Regions from separate parts of the Mus musculus genome. Here region 2 is linked to region 1. The links are chromatin contacts, called in public Hi-C maps. All regions are on one chromosome and are shown on one strand. The core of a region is the stretch at or near the end of the contact, and the rest is flanking DNA. Distances in the headings are between cores, read along the strand shown. Region 1 has its middle 33 kb from the start of Gm4793. Region 2 holds the start of Tnni1 (troponin I, skeletal, slow 1).

Region 1 (7,136 bases), core at 3,135-5,634:
TTCTAGGGGTTGACTCAGTTGGTCAGGCTTGCGTGGTATGTTCTTTTTACTGGCTAAGCAGTCCTACCTGCCCATACTTCAGCTTTACCTGTCCTAAATACTGGCTCTTCATCTGTCCTTCACCTAATCCATTTTGGCTGTCATAAAAGTCTACAGCCTGGGTAGTTTTGTGACCAACATGTACAGATCTTTCTGGAAGACTGGAAGCTCAAGGTTCAGGCAATAGAAGGTTCGCTGTCTGCTAAGGGGTCACTTCCTGGTTCAGAGGACCCTTGCTGTGTCCTCACACACTGGGAAGTTGAGGGTCTCTTCCCCATGGCCTAGTCATTCTCCCAAAGGGCTCAGCTCTCAATCACCGTGCTGAGGTAAGGATTCAGTGCATGAAGGCCAGAGTTAGAGCATTCGCTTTCCACACTGGATTTTATTAAACAGTATATTCCCCTGGGCTGGGCCTCGGTGGGCACTGCTGCTGCTTAAATCAGTCTTCTCTGACCACAAGCTGAGAGCATGGGAAGGAAAGAAGCAAGCAGGCTTAATGGCCAGCCTCTGCGGAGTCGCTGGGAGAGATGAACGTCCCAGGAGTCAGATCTCAGATGCAGCATCTGCCTAGCGCTGGAGGGTGGCTGCCCAGGGTGAACTTGATCTTAAGCACTTCAGCTTAGGAGAGTTCATCCTAGATAAGGGACTGATTGACAGCTAAGCATCTAAGCCTCCTTAGTTTCCCACTTCTCTCCGTCCATTCTCTCTCCTTCCTCCACATTTTCTTTGTAATGTTTTTGTTGTTGTTTTGCTTTTTTGCCTTTTTATTTTGTTTTGTTTTTGGAGTTCTCAGGGTTCCCCTGTGTAGCGCTGGCTGGCTGGAACTCTGTAGACCAGGCTGGCCTGGAATTTCCAAAAATCCACCTTACCTCTACTTGCCATGTGCTGGGATAAGTGCGCATCACCACCATCCAGCTGTAAAGTTTTTATCTTAAAGCATTATTATTTTGGATTTGCATATACTAATTGTACATATTTTGGGTTCCATAAGGACAGTATGGAGTATATACTGTATTCCGGCCATGTATTCCAGCATATCCTCTTTTCTTCCCTGCCCCTCCTACTTCCTCCTAGTCTCTTTGCTTCTCCCAGACAGGTTTGCTTTCATTTTCAAGTCACATATGTATCTATACATGTATAGATCCTATAGGTCTATATATAGTCCTAGACTCTCAGATGTGATACTGGTCTTTTTGAGCTTGGTTTAATTTGCTCAATGTGACAATCTCCAATTGTATCCATTTTCCTGAAAAGTGACACAATTTTATTCTATGGCTGAATAAAATTCCATTGTGAATATAAACCGTCTTCTTCTTATCCACTCCTCTGTTGATGTGCACCTGGGTTGCTTTGTAATTTCTATTGTAAATAATACAACAGTAAACCATGGCACGTGGGGTCTCTGCACTTGGAGCGGTGTAGCTGGATCATGGAATACAGTTTTTACATTGTTGCTGCTGCTTTGTTTTAAAGAATCTCAATACCGATTTCTGTACTGGTTATAATGGCTTAACAGTGTGTACGTGCTCCCTGTTCCCTGAATTCTCACCAGCACTTGCTATTATTTATTTTCTTAGGAAAAGGAGCAGCACTCCCATCTGCCCTCTGCCCGGTTTCCCTTAATGTTCAAGCTTCACACAACCACACGTCATTGTCAAAACCTGGAGACTAACACCGGCATATTACTATTGACTAAACTGCAAGCTCTCTTTGGAGTTCACCAGTTTTGTTTTGTTTTCCTTCAATGGTCCCTTCTTTTCCTGTTGCATTTGGCTCACCTCCACCTTCTAAAACCCACAATGCCCTTTGAAGACTGGATCCTGAACCAGTGAGATGGCTCAGTGGGTAAAGGCATTTGTCAACCATTTGAGTTGCATTCCCAGGGCTCACACAGTGGATGGAGAGAAGCAATCCCTGCACAATGTCATTCTGACCCCCACAGACATGCCACGGTGCATGTGCGCCCACATGCAAAATAAAATGTTAATTCAAAAATAAAAAGACAGGCCGGGCAGTGATGGCGCACGCCATTAATCCCAGCACTCGGGAGGCAGAGTCAGGCAGATTTCTGAGTTCGAGGCCAGCCTGGTCTACAGAGTGAGTTCCAGGACAGCCAGGACTACACAGAGAAACTCTGTCTCAAAAAACTCCAATAAAAATAAAAATAAGGGGTTGGGGATTTAGCTCAGTGGTAGAGCAGTTGTCTAGCAAGCGCAAGGCCCTGGGTTCGGTCCTCAGCTCTGGAAAAACAAACAAACAAACAAACAAACAAACAAATAAAATAAAGACTGTAGTCCACCTTGCCATGTTTCAGAGAAAAGGCAGAAGACATTTGTTTTACTGTCCATTCTAGGTTTGGAACCCAAGGAAGGAGAAATTAAGTCTCAGAGAAGGTGAGCCCTGCAGGAGATTCACTGGCTGCCTCCACCTGGAGACTCTTTCTATGGAAACCTTCCTCTACCCCAGCCTGGGTGCCTTCCTGTCCAAGGGTCATTCCAAGTGCAAAGGCTTTGAGAGAGAACTGCCCCAGAACCCTAATAAATAAGGGGAACCCAGAAGAGCTGACTGCTTAGGACCCTTCCCCTAAGGGCTGCTCATCTGCTCTGAGCTGCTCCTTTGGATCGAAGCCCAGAACATGGCCTGTAACTTTAAGACTCAGCCCCTGTTTTGAGCACACAGCAAGCACCTCATAACAAACAGCTGGAAAGAGAAGTTGAGACACTGCATCTCAGCAGAATTGTTTCCAAATAAAGTGTTGTTTCTCTCCCTCCTCAGACTAGCCCTGGTGATGCACCCAGCGCTTAAGCACTGCGGATCTTTTCTTGCTTATGACACAGACACTCTCCCCTCCCCGCTCCACACCCTCGGGCCCCATCCCCAGCATGGCCTCTTTTATAGCAAGGATAAGAATGGTGCTAACAGGAATCTGAGTGTTCTCAGGAAGCCTTCCTGCAGCTCCCCCCATAAAAAGACCCCTGGTAAAGGCTTATCTTTCTAGAGAGGTAAGATTCATAGAAAGATACTTCCAGAACATCAACATCAGGGGATGGGGGTGGGGATCCTGTGTCTGAGATCCCAGACCTCTGTACTAGGGTCAGGACCTCATGAAACTCTCAACACATTAGTTTTGTGCTCTGTAGTTTACGAGGGTCACAGAAAACTGAATTGTATCCAGAGCAGGAGGGCTGGCCCGGTAGAGGTTAATGGACTGGGGTGGCATATCCGCCATGAATCGAGGGATGCTGGCTAATGGGCTTTGCAGATATAAAACCTTTGTCTTCCATTTTCACTAAGATAGGGTCTTGAAGTCCCTTTCCAACCATAAAAATTAGAACCAGAGAAGAAAATGACCAGGGTGGCAGCCGGGAGATCCTGAACATGTGCCCCATGAAGCGTGTGGCATTACCTTCTCAGAGAGCTCTCTGATATGATTTCTCTTTCCTAGGAGATCCATCCTTGCCAGCGGGGCCTAGGTGAGGAGACTGGGAAAGTCAGTGACCCCCAACACCCAGATACCTGGTTTGACTCCTCCTTATGTTAAGTGGGACCAATCCAGTCCAGGCCCCAGGAAAAGCTCCAGAAATGTTTGTGTTGTTTTCCGTTTCTTGAGACAGGCTCTCAGTATGTCCTCCAGGATGGCCTTTAACTTGGGGTCCCCTGGGATTACAAGCATGTACACCACGCAGGGCTGGAAGTGGTTTCTGAGTGAAGGGCAGAGCCCCCTAATCCTAATACCTCCCTGATATTAGCCACCTGTCCAAGGCAAGGGCAAGGATAGGATGACCCTTGTAGAACCCATTCAGCTCCAAGACTAACCATAGAAGGAAGAGCAGCCTCCTCTCTCCATCCCCCAGTCCCTGGACTGAAGACTCTGCTGCCTGGGTACCACTAGGATTTCCCATCCAAAAAAAAAAAAAAAAGATTTCCCATCTGAGAAGATCTCCCTGACCTTCTCTGAGGAGAAGAGAGGCCCTGAGCTCCGTCTCCATGCCACGTACACAACAATGCTCTTCACTCCTGATCTATCCTGGACATCTCTAGCAATGATGCCTTCTTGAGGAAGTTAGTCTGCTGCCAAGTACTGTGTCTGGATCAGACTAGACAATCAATATGCTGGTCTGCTTCTTGGTCCCTGAAGCTGGGCTCCTCTCCTCTGTCCCTTACAGAGGCAGGATGGTCAACCCCCCCCCCCCACTCTTGTTCTCTGCGGGCCCCGGAATGAAGGCTCCTGGGAAGGATTGGCCTCACTTCATCTCACTGAGCTGCTAGCTCACCAGTCTAAATGAAGAACATGAGCAACAGCTGTTAAGGAAGCTGACCTGGACTTCTGGGCTAAACAGGAAGTAGGGTGGAGGGCAGGGGCGGAGCTTCCTGAGGAGTAGGAAGGAGGAAATCTGGCCCACGTGCTCCCTGTGTTATCGTAGCTTGGCACTCAGCCCAGCAGAGCAGAGGCTGCAGCCTGCAGGAAGGTGTCTGTAGATCCAGTCTTCAAACATTAGCTGGAAGCCCTCCGGGGCATGTTAGGATGTTATCTGATCATCTGTGGTTTGCACTACGAGCGCTGCTCACTCAGAAAGTCTCAACTCCAATCAACACAGAGCCCCCAGAAAGATGGTAAGATTGGAAGTGGGAGATATGCGGTAAAGACAGGTATGTGTGAATCCCAGGAAACGCTGGGTGCTTTGAGAAGGTAGAGGCTGGGAAGCAAGAGGAGGCTGCAGAAAACCCAGAACACTCTAAACTGCTGTCCTAGGGTTTCTATTGCTGTGAAGAGACACCACGGCCACCACAACTGTTATAAGAGGAAACATTTATCTGGGGCTGGCTTACAGTCCAGAGGTTTAGTCCATTATCATCATGGTGGGAAGCATGGTGGCATACAGGCTGACATGCATGCAAAAATTACAGGAATTCTACATTTGGATCCTCAGGCATCAGGAGAGACAATGACACACTGGCCAGGCTAGAGCATCAGAGACCCCAGAGCCCATTCCCAGTGACACACTTTCTCTGACAAGGCCATACCCACTCCAGCAAGGCCACACCTCCCAATAGTGCCACTCCCTATGAGCCTATGGAGCCATTTTCATGCAAACTACCCCACTTGCCCATAGGCGTGCTTCATAGTTGTTGGCTCTGATTACAAGGTCACTTCTGCAGCCCTTGGGCTAAACCAGAGTTCCTTCTGTGTGTTGTTAAAACTCATCCTACCTGTTCAGTCTCTTCCCACAGGGCTGTAAGTTCAATGGGGGCATTCTAGAAGCCCATCACTACCTCCCACAACCCTGTTGTGTGGTCAATAAATACGGTTAAATAGATAACTACACAAAGTACTTTGGGAATGACCAAAAAGGGAAGCTTGGGGCTGACGAGATGGCTCTGCAGTTAAGGGCACTGACTGCTCTTCCAGAGGTCCTGAGTTCAATTCCCAGCAACCACACAGTGGCTCACAACCATCTGTAATGGGATCTGACCCTCTCTTCTGGTGTGTCTGAAAGCAGTATACTCACATATATAAAATAAATAAATCTTTTTTTAAAAAAAGGAGGGAGAGTCTGTAGGAAGTATATGTGTGTGTATGTGAGAGAGAGAGAGAGAGAGAGAAAAAAAAGAATGACAGTGTTAGTCCTTGAGTGATCTAGAAAACAAAACAAAACAGGAATTCTTTGGCAGTCTAACCCATGAGGGTACCTCTCAGGCCCAGGTGGTAACGATATGAGGTTGTTCATATTCCCTTGGTGTGTCCGAAGCCCTGGCTAACTTAGGGCTAGCATCAGCGTCAGTGTTGGATTACCCCCAAGGAGAGAAGAATATCTGCCGTCAGGAAGCATCCAGGTTGGAGGACACATGAAGGTGCTTCTGGGGCTTTCCAGCCTTACGGGAGAGATGAGGTCCACAAGGCAGACAGACGCTTGAGAGAAATGCAGTGACAAGAGACAAGAGTATATGTGACATTCACTGTGTACCAGCCACTGCCCCTAGCCTTTCATATGTATCAGCTAATTTCACTTCAGAAAACCCTGTGATGTGGAAAATGTTACTGTTTCCATTTTACAAGTAAGAGAAAGGAGACTGACTCTGGTCGAGGCACTCATCTTAATCCCACTAAGACACAGATTAGATTGGCCAATATTTAAGTCCAAGCTGCAGGCCTCAGAGCCTTCTTGGCTTCCCATGACATCTCTGACTAAAACGACATAGACAACTTCTGGGGAGCTAGTCACGAAGTGAGATAACCACAGTTAATGAGCGTACCAGAAGAGGGGCATGCTGGGAAGGACTGAAGCAAGAGGTAAAGAATATCCTGGTTACAGAAGACGCACATGTCATAGCAGAAACAGCACAAGAATACTGCTTTCAAGTTATCCCAAAGCAGTGGGAAGGGACTTCCTCTTTTTCTCTGGGCTGTAAGACAGTGGTCATGCTGGAGAGCCAGACTCTGATCCTGACCTTTCACTGTGCATAGCTGTTCCAGCCTGTCCTTCCCCAGTTCAAAGCCTGCCCCTAGATTAACTAAAAGCCAGGTGTCTTAGGGTTTTATTGCTGGGAAGAGACACCATGACCATGGCAACTCTTATAATGGAAAACATTTAATTAGGGCTGGCTTACAGTTTCAGAGGTTTAGTCCATTATCATCATGGCAGGAAGCACAGCACCATGCAGGCAGACATGATACTGGAGAAGGAACTGAGAGTTCTGCATCCTGATCAGGAGGTAGCAGGAAAAGATTGACTCACTGAGCTGGACTTGAACATCTGAAACCTCAAAGCCTGCCTCCTAGTGACACACTTCCCCCAACAAAGCCACACCCACTCCAACAAGGCCACACCTCCTCATAGTGCCTCTCCCTGAGCCAAGCATTCAAACACTTGAGTCTACGGGAGCCATTCCTGTTCATACCACCATGCCTGCTACGTCTGAAAAGAAAGAATCTGTAGGTAAAGGTGATGCCTTGGCATCTGGGGTGGGGAGGAGGCTTCGAGGAGTCACTTGAGGAAAAAGTGTCAGTTGAGCCAGAGAAGGGAAGCTCACCAAAGACAGCATTTCTGAATGTCAGCCAAATAGAAAGGGCTCACTGACTGGAGGAAGAGAAGCAG
Region 2 (7,136 bases), core at 1,383-3,882, 170 kb after region 1:
AGGGCACTTGTGATAACTCAGGAGAATTCCCCATCTTTAATTTAATCATATCTGTGATTTGGCTATATAAAATATTCTATTCACATTGTTGTGTTTGCAGAACCATTATCCACATGGCCACAGGAAGTTCTGCCTGGGGACTCTGGAGAGCTTGTGAGTGCTGGCTGTTTCTGGCTCCATGTCTGAGGAGAAGCTAGACATAGCCTGGAGGCTCTTCCATAGCTGCCCCTGTAGAGGTAGAATAGGAAGTGGGTGACCTATTCCCGGACAGATGTGAACTGAAAAGGAGGCGCCCTTTACTGTAAGCAAGGAGGTCAGGAGAGAAGCAACAGAGGCACCTTGATAAGGGCAGTGATTGGGGTAGCAGGGCAGAGACATCCGGATTGAACCCTTAGCTAGGCTGAGAAGGACTCCTGCTAGAGATTGCAGGGCCTACCAGTGGGTGGCTCTGGAGGTCTCTGTACCCACTTCCATGCTTGGGGAAACTGGAGCTTGTACAAGCACCTCAGGCCATGACAGACTTAGTTTTGAGGGTCATTTTTGAACGATATCAAGAGACAGACCCCAGAGAAGTCTGTGGGCCAGTGTACAAAGCCAGAATTGGGGCCAGAGTGCAAAGCCAACATTGGAGTCATGAGCTTGGGTGGGTGCGCACGCGCGCGCGCGCGCGAGAGAGAGAGAGAGAGAGAGAGAGAGAGAGAGAGAGAGAGAGAGAGAGAGATGGGTGCTTGGAGCCACAAGGTGTGAAGGGAAAGAAAATTGAGGCAGGACGCTGGAACCTAGAACAAGAGAATCCAGTTCCTGCTTTCCCCAAGACCCTCTTCACATTGTCTTGTAGTTTCAGCAGAGAAGACACCCTCTTGGTTGGTCTACATTCACAGTGACTTGTTGTAAGCCGATGGTTACCTAATTTTTGGTTTGTTCTGGTCCTTTCTTGTGCTTTGCCACATTTTCTTTATTTTCCTTTTCAAAAAGCAAGGTAATTCATGCCGACAACTCATTTTTGGTGTGAGGTCTTAACGGTCCATTGTTAGAATGTTTGCTCTCTACTGAGTTTGATCCTTAGCACCCATATCAGAACATCACCTCAGCACTGGGAGACAGGCTGGGCTCTGGGACTCTCTGGGAAGGTAGCTTAGTTGAATCAGTGAACCACAGGTCCTAGTGAGAGACTCTGTCTCTAAAAATATGGCAGGTGTTCCCATTGAATGGTACCCCAGGTCGACTTGAGCCTCCACAATTATCAATATGCCTCTGCACACACACTTATATATACACTGCACACATGATAACACACACACACACACACACATACACACACACACACACACACACACACACACACACACACCTGCGCGCACACACATACACCTCAAATTTTTTCTTTAAAATTATTTATTTATTTATTTATTTATTTATTTATTTATTTATTTATTTATTTATTATAAGTAAGTACACTGTAGCTGTCTTCAGATGCACCAGAAGAGGGCATCAGATCTCATTATGCGTGGCTGTGAGCCACCATGTGGTTTCTGGGATTTGAACCCATGACTTTCAGAAGAGAAGTCTTACAGGCTTCGAGAATGTGACCTGTGAAGAGCAGACTTGGAGCCATCTCTGCCAGGCAGCAGAATATTAGTGTCCCCATGGCAGGATTTTTCTTCTTTATGGGCCCTGGAAATACACCTCCTTAGCTCACACTTGCCCACCTACACCCTCCCTCTGAGAGCCTGCTTCTGACCTCCCAGAGGGGGTCAGTCCTCTGCCTGTCCTGCCTAACCTGGGATCTTGGCCTACAAGATGACTGACTATAATAGCCACTGGATTAACATAGCAGGCATTGTCTTTCTCTGACTATAGGGTGGGTATTATGTGTTCATCAACAGCCCTAAAAATACTCAGGAAACAGGTGTGGCCCTGCAGTCAGGCAGGCTCTGGTTGACATGAAGATTAAGCAGGGAAAAGACTTTTAGTCTCCCTGGGTTCAAGAAACGGAATGTGGAATGCTACTTAGAACCTGGGCAATGGGGATTCCTTAAAGGCCATCTGAAGATGTGGATGGAAGTCTACTCCATCTGCAGGCTTCCATGAACACAAAGGTTGTGTTTCTGCTATTGGGACTCAGCTGGACCTCAGAAACATGCTCTGGGGCCACCAGAACTCTGCAGGCACCCTCCTGTCTCACTGTCACCAGAGACACAAACACTTAGGTCTTTGGTTTTTTGAGGGGTTTGAAGCATGTCTACAATGTCCTGGCTGCAGAGGAAGTGTCAGCCTGCCAGCTCCTTCCCTGGTCCTTTTAATGGTTTCTCAGGCCTCCCAATGCCCTGATCTCCTTCATACCCCTTCCTGTTCATGTGTCTGGTCAGCTCCACAGCCAGTGTAGTCTTCCCCTCTCTGCCTTCTCCCAGGTGAATGCTGTTTCCCCCAAGTCAAAGGCTCATGTGTGCAGGGTTGGTGTGTGCTCCTGATGCACACACACTGGTCTCTAAGCCTGTGGTCTACACGGCAGCACATATCTGCCCTGCGAGGTGTGCAGGGTGGGAGGGGGTGGGAAGGAGGGGCAGCTGGAGGGGCAGCGGCTGTTCTATTTTTACTGGCCAGTTGCCGGAGGCCACGGTTTTCATAGCCTGCCCTCAGCTCTGCCCCCACACTCTGCAGTCTGTGGTGAGGCTCAGGCCAGCCTAGCTCCACGAGGACTAAACTAGGTAAGTGTCTGACCATGGACCTGGGCAGGGCTGAGTAGAGAGGTGAGGTTTTGTTTAAAGAGGAAATGAAGTTTGGGAGACAGAGATGTTTCTTATTTGGATAAGAAGGTTTGGTGGCAGACTACCGTACGAACCTTGCCTTTTGTCCCATCCAACAGCTGTGGGTGTTGGGTCTTGAGGGAAACAATTGTCCAACATGTTCCTCAGGGGCTCAAAGCAGGGCAGAGTGGAGGATGCTCTCATGAGGGACTGCAGCCAGTGGCAGGAAGGACAGGGCTCCTGGTGGGAGGGGTGGCACTGGGGACCAAGTGAGCCAAGGCATCACAATTAGGAGAAGCCTGGGGAGACAGGACAGTGGTTAAGGCCTGCAGCAACAGGAAAAGAAGATGGCTGGCATGCAGGACTCTGAGGAGACAGTCCGGAGGCCCTGCTGACCAAAGAGACCATCTTGTTTCTTTGTCCTTTCTCTCTGACAGGCACTTTGAGCCCTCTTCACCTGTCTCACCTGCACAGGACACGAACAGGTAAAGACAGACCGTCATGCCTCTCCACTGTTTCTGGCTCTGAGTTGTAGGAGCTGTTGGCAGGAGGTGGATGACAGCAGTGTCTGGGGTGGGAACACAAGAGCCTGTGAGGACATAAGCTAGTAAGATATCTAGACAGCGTGGTGGTAGGAGGAGGATTAGGTTAAAGGCAGCCCCTACCCCAAGGCATGGACTCTAAGTGCTTCTAATGTTGGACTTCCTGGTCACAAGCTTGGAAGTCCAGCTTGTTAACACCCTGTTTGGGAGGATGGGGGTGCCCTTGAACTAAGGTCCAAGGTCATAGGTGGGGAGCAAGGGTAGAGCATGATGTTCTTATGAGGAAGGTCAGTTCCTTTCTGCTGTGTTTCACACAGGACTTACACACTCACACTTAAGCGTGCAGGCGTGGCGTGGAAAGCTGGCAGCTTTTCCACACCAAGGGCCTCAGGGCCAGGAAGGCAAGCCTTGAGTCAGGTCTGAGTCTGATTCCTTCCTTCCAGCTCTGTGTTTTCTGTTATCTGCTTGTAGTACAGATGGAATTCGGCCCTCCTGCCTCACTGCTATCTACAGCCTGGCTTCTAATCAGGCCCTGCTTCTCTTCCGTAGAGCCTGTCAAGGGGTCCTGCCTGGGAGGGGGGTGGTGGTGTTGTCAGAGCACAGGTCAGGCCTCGTGCTTGATGTGGGACCCCTGGGCCTGGCATTTGTCAGTGTGACAGTTGGGGACTGCCTGGAGCTTGGCAGGAGGCCCAGGCTGGCCCCAGCAGTGGGCCCCACACTGATGACAGTGGGCTTTCTAAAGGATAGAGGAAGGACAGTCATGGCTAAATGCCCACCAGGGTGAAGCATTCTAGGGAGACAGATGCAAGACCTACTCGGCTGAGACTCACATTCCCAGAGGTCAGACAGACGTGGGTGGGGGTGGATCTTTGTCAGCTAGTGTCTCTTTTTGGACTCCCCACCCCCACCCCCGTGTCTTCAGAAGAGCAGAGCTCTTGGGATCAGCAGCTGTGTATAAAACCTAATTTCAGCTAAGCATCTTGGGAATGCATAGATGGTTCCTACATCTCTTTCCCCTGTACCCCCTGGGGACAGCTGAGACTCCAGGGTCACCTCCCACCCAGCCCCCACTCTCTGAATGAACAGAGGCTTAGGTGCAAGGCTCCCTAACAGGACAGGAGATCCAAGCCTGGTCACTGGGCTCGGGGGGGGGGGGGTTCTTCATGGGCCTGAGAAGGGTGACTACGGAATGACATTATTAGTGGGCACTTTGCAAGGGTTCTGTAGTGCTCCAAACTAAGTTCACGAACCTAATCTAAACATGAACTCTGAACTCCATGCCTGTCCTCTCTATATATGCTGCTCCACCGCTTTATCATCCGTCTCAGGCCTCCTGACCAACATCACACATCTTTCCCAGCCTGACTGCTCCTGCTTCCCTGAGCTTCAGCTCAGTCATTTCCTCTATCCCCCACCTATCCACCCTGTCAGGTCTGTAGTCTCTGCAGCCTTCAGGCCTCCTAAAGATGGCCTCGCCCAGAGACAGCCTGTCAGGGGCTTCTCACTGCTCCACAGTTCTGCTCTCTCAGAGGACTGCTGTGCCAGCTTTTAAAACCAGTCATTGCTACTTAGTGGTTGAACCTGCTTTGCTTCCAAGTGAGACCTGGTTTGAATAAAAGGTTCAAGGGCTAACTATTAAGCACACTACTAGTGGTGGTGACTCACACCTTTAATCTTGAGATTTGATCTTGAGAGGCAGAGGTAGGAGGATCTCTGAGGTAGGAGTTCAAGGCCAGCCTGGTCTGCAGAGTGAGTTCCAGGACAATCAGAGCTACACAGAGAAACCCTGTCTCCAAAAAAAAAAAAGAAAGAAAGAACAAAAAAACCCCACCCCACCCCCAAAAAAACCAAGAAGAAGAAGAAGAAGAAGAAGAAGAAGAAGAAGAAGAAGAAGAAGAAGAAGAAGAAGAAGAAGAAGAATAGGAAGAAGAAGAGGAGGAGGAGGAGGAGGAAGCACACTACCTATCTAGGCCCCAATTTTGCAGAGAGAGAAAAAACAGCCAGGAGAGAGTGAAGACACACTAGATTTTTTTCCCCTCTTGGCTTAATCTCTACTCAGGCTTCCTGCCACCTACCCAGGGCTGCTAGGCACTATTGAATGGCACCTCTGGAGCTGTGCCACCAGGCACCCAGCTGCACATCAGCTTCCATTCTGTTCCACTCCTCTTGTCCCTTCTCCGAGTCTTAACTCACTGAATTAAGCTGCGATTCAGCTGCGTGTTCAAGGCTCTCCCGATCCAGTTCCATCCTCACTTTCCAAACACGATGTCTACAGATTCCACTCTGGTCTGCACCAGAGTCAGCAGGATTTCTCTGGAAATAGCCAGTTAGTTGTAAATGTTTTAGGCTTTCCAAGGTCTTAGGGGGATGTTGTCTTCATAGGGGGTTGTTGTCTTCGTAATCCCATTGGTTAACCTGTGGTGTTGAAGTCTTCCTGCTGTCCAGTTCCCCACCCCTACTGGGGGTTCACAGCAGGAGGACAGCTTCTCCATTAATGATTCCTCTGTCCCCTCTAGGTGCAGCCTTGCCACCACCATGCCGGAAGTGTAAGTTTTTTCCCTCCCAAGCATGGCTCCTGGGAGGCTGGTCCCCTCACCACAGACTTCAGCCTCCCAGCTGAGGGCAGCCCGGCTCACCCCTCCCCTAAGCTATTCCCAGCAGAAGCTCCTGAGATGGTTGAGCCTTCGTTCCTGGCCAGCTCTGTTTCCCTAAGGTGTCCAGGAGCTCTCTGCTCAGCAGAGCTCATTTCCAGGAGGGAATGCATTTGGGGGACATGCTTCGCCCATACTTCAGAGCTAGCTTGTCAATACTGACTAATGAACCCAACACACTAGGCTACGACATCGCATGGGCATGACGGATGAATGGAGCTTTGGGACTGCACCCCCAGTGGTGGAAGCTTTTGCATTAATCGTGGCCCTCTGTCAAAGCTTACACGAGCTCTGACTAGACTCCCCTACGACTATGAATGATCAACATGTCCCAAAAGAAACAAGTAGTAACCCAGAAGGTGGTTGAGTTTTTCTCCTTGTTTGCTGAGACACTGAAGTGGTCCCCCTCTCAGACACATTGTCGTCACCTGTCCCCCTCCCCTGAAGCAGGTCTGCTTAGTTCTGTTACTGCGCATGTCTTATATTGTGTTCCCACTCACTCTCTGCTCTCTCTGCTCTTCTTTCCTGTTCCTCCCACGATGGACACCTAAAGTGAGGTGAGTGTTGTTTGGGGTTTCTCTGTGCTGGTTAGTTCTAACTGATGAAGATGGGGGTGAACCTGAGGAGACTGGGTCAAAGCCAAGATAGGAATGGGGATGACTGAGAAAACTCCCAGGAGAAGCAAAGAATAGAGATGCCATGTGCCCAGATGCAGGGCTCACAGGTCCTCGTGTGGCTGGGACCACAATCAAAAGCTCTCCCCTCGGCCTTCCTCAAAGCTCCTGCATCCCTGGGGGCTTCATTCTGCCTCTTGCAAAGCTGATGCCATGCAAAAGCCTATCTGAAAGGTGAAGGCTACGGCTGGACACTGAGGAAGGAATGCAGGTGTGTCCTTGGGTCCCCCCAAGAACTGTGGTCACCCTGACTCTGGACACTCTGCTATCCAGATTTCTTTATGCCTCAGAGAACTCAGCCTGCATGTAGTCCAGGGGTGGAGGGCTGAAAGTAAGTTGGTGTGCTGACTCAAGTGGAGAGGTGATGTCACTGATGGAGGGGACTCTTGGCCTGGATAGTCGGAGCAAGAAGCAAATATAGCATTTTCCAGTGACCTGTGAGCCCTTCAGTTTTGGTGAGGTCCCTATTCAAGTGAATCTCTGTTTAGATGAGAAGACCATGTACTCAGTGAGTGGTGGGAG

What was found. Hi-C and Micro-C count contacts between places; a contact is called where the count stands out from the background.
Region 2: a Hi-C map of the HPC-7 cell line shows a contact between it and region 1, with 1.7 times the contacts expected there. The contact joins the promoter of Tnni1 here to the enhancer-like site in region 1. A contact is called at or near these places in 1 of 39 promoter capture datasets (cranial neural crest), 1 of 484 Hi-C or Micro-C datasets (the HPC-7 cell line) and 3 of 9 other capture datasets (adipose tissue, liver and pancreatic islet).

What each region holds. Positions count from the first base shown.
Region 1 is chr1:135,627,282-135,634,417 of GRCm38.p6, forward strand. It overlaps a transcript of Nav1 not described here. Among named protein-coding and RNA genes, the nearest start is that of Gm4793, 33 kb to the left of the region's middle. Within about 2 kb of position 4,385, at least 94 of the 459 cell types and tissues checked have an H3K27ac peak or open chromatin away from gene starts, as enhancers often do. A contact at or near this core is called in the HPC-7 cell line, adipose tissue, liver and 1 more, where this site is marked.
Region 2 is chr1:135,796,789-135,803,924 of GRCm38.p6, forward strand. It overlaps Tnni1 (troponin I, skeletal, slow 1), which reads left to right and starts at 2,633. Exons shown (of 10, transcript NM_021467.5): 1 at 2,633-2,708; 2 at 3,185-3,232; 3 at 5,806-5,835; 4 at 6,494-6,497. The coding sequence starts at 5,825.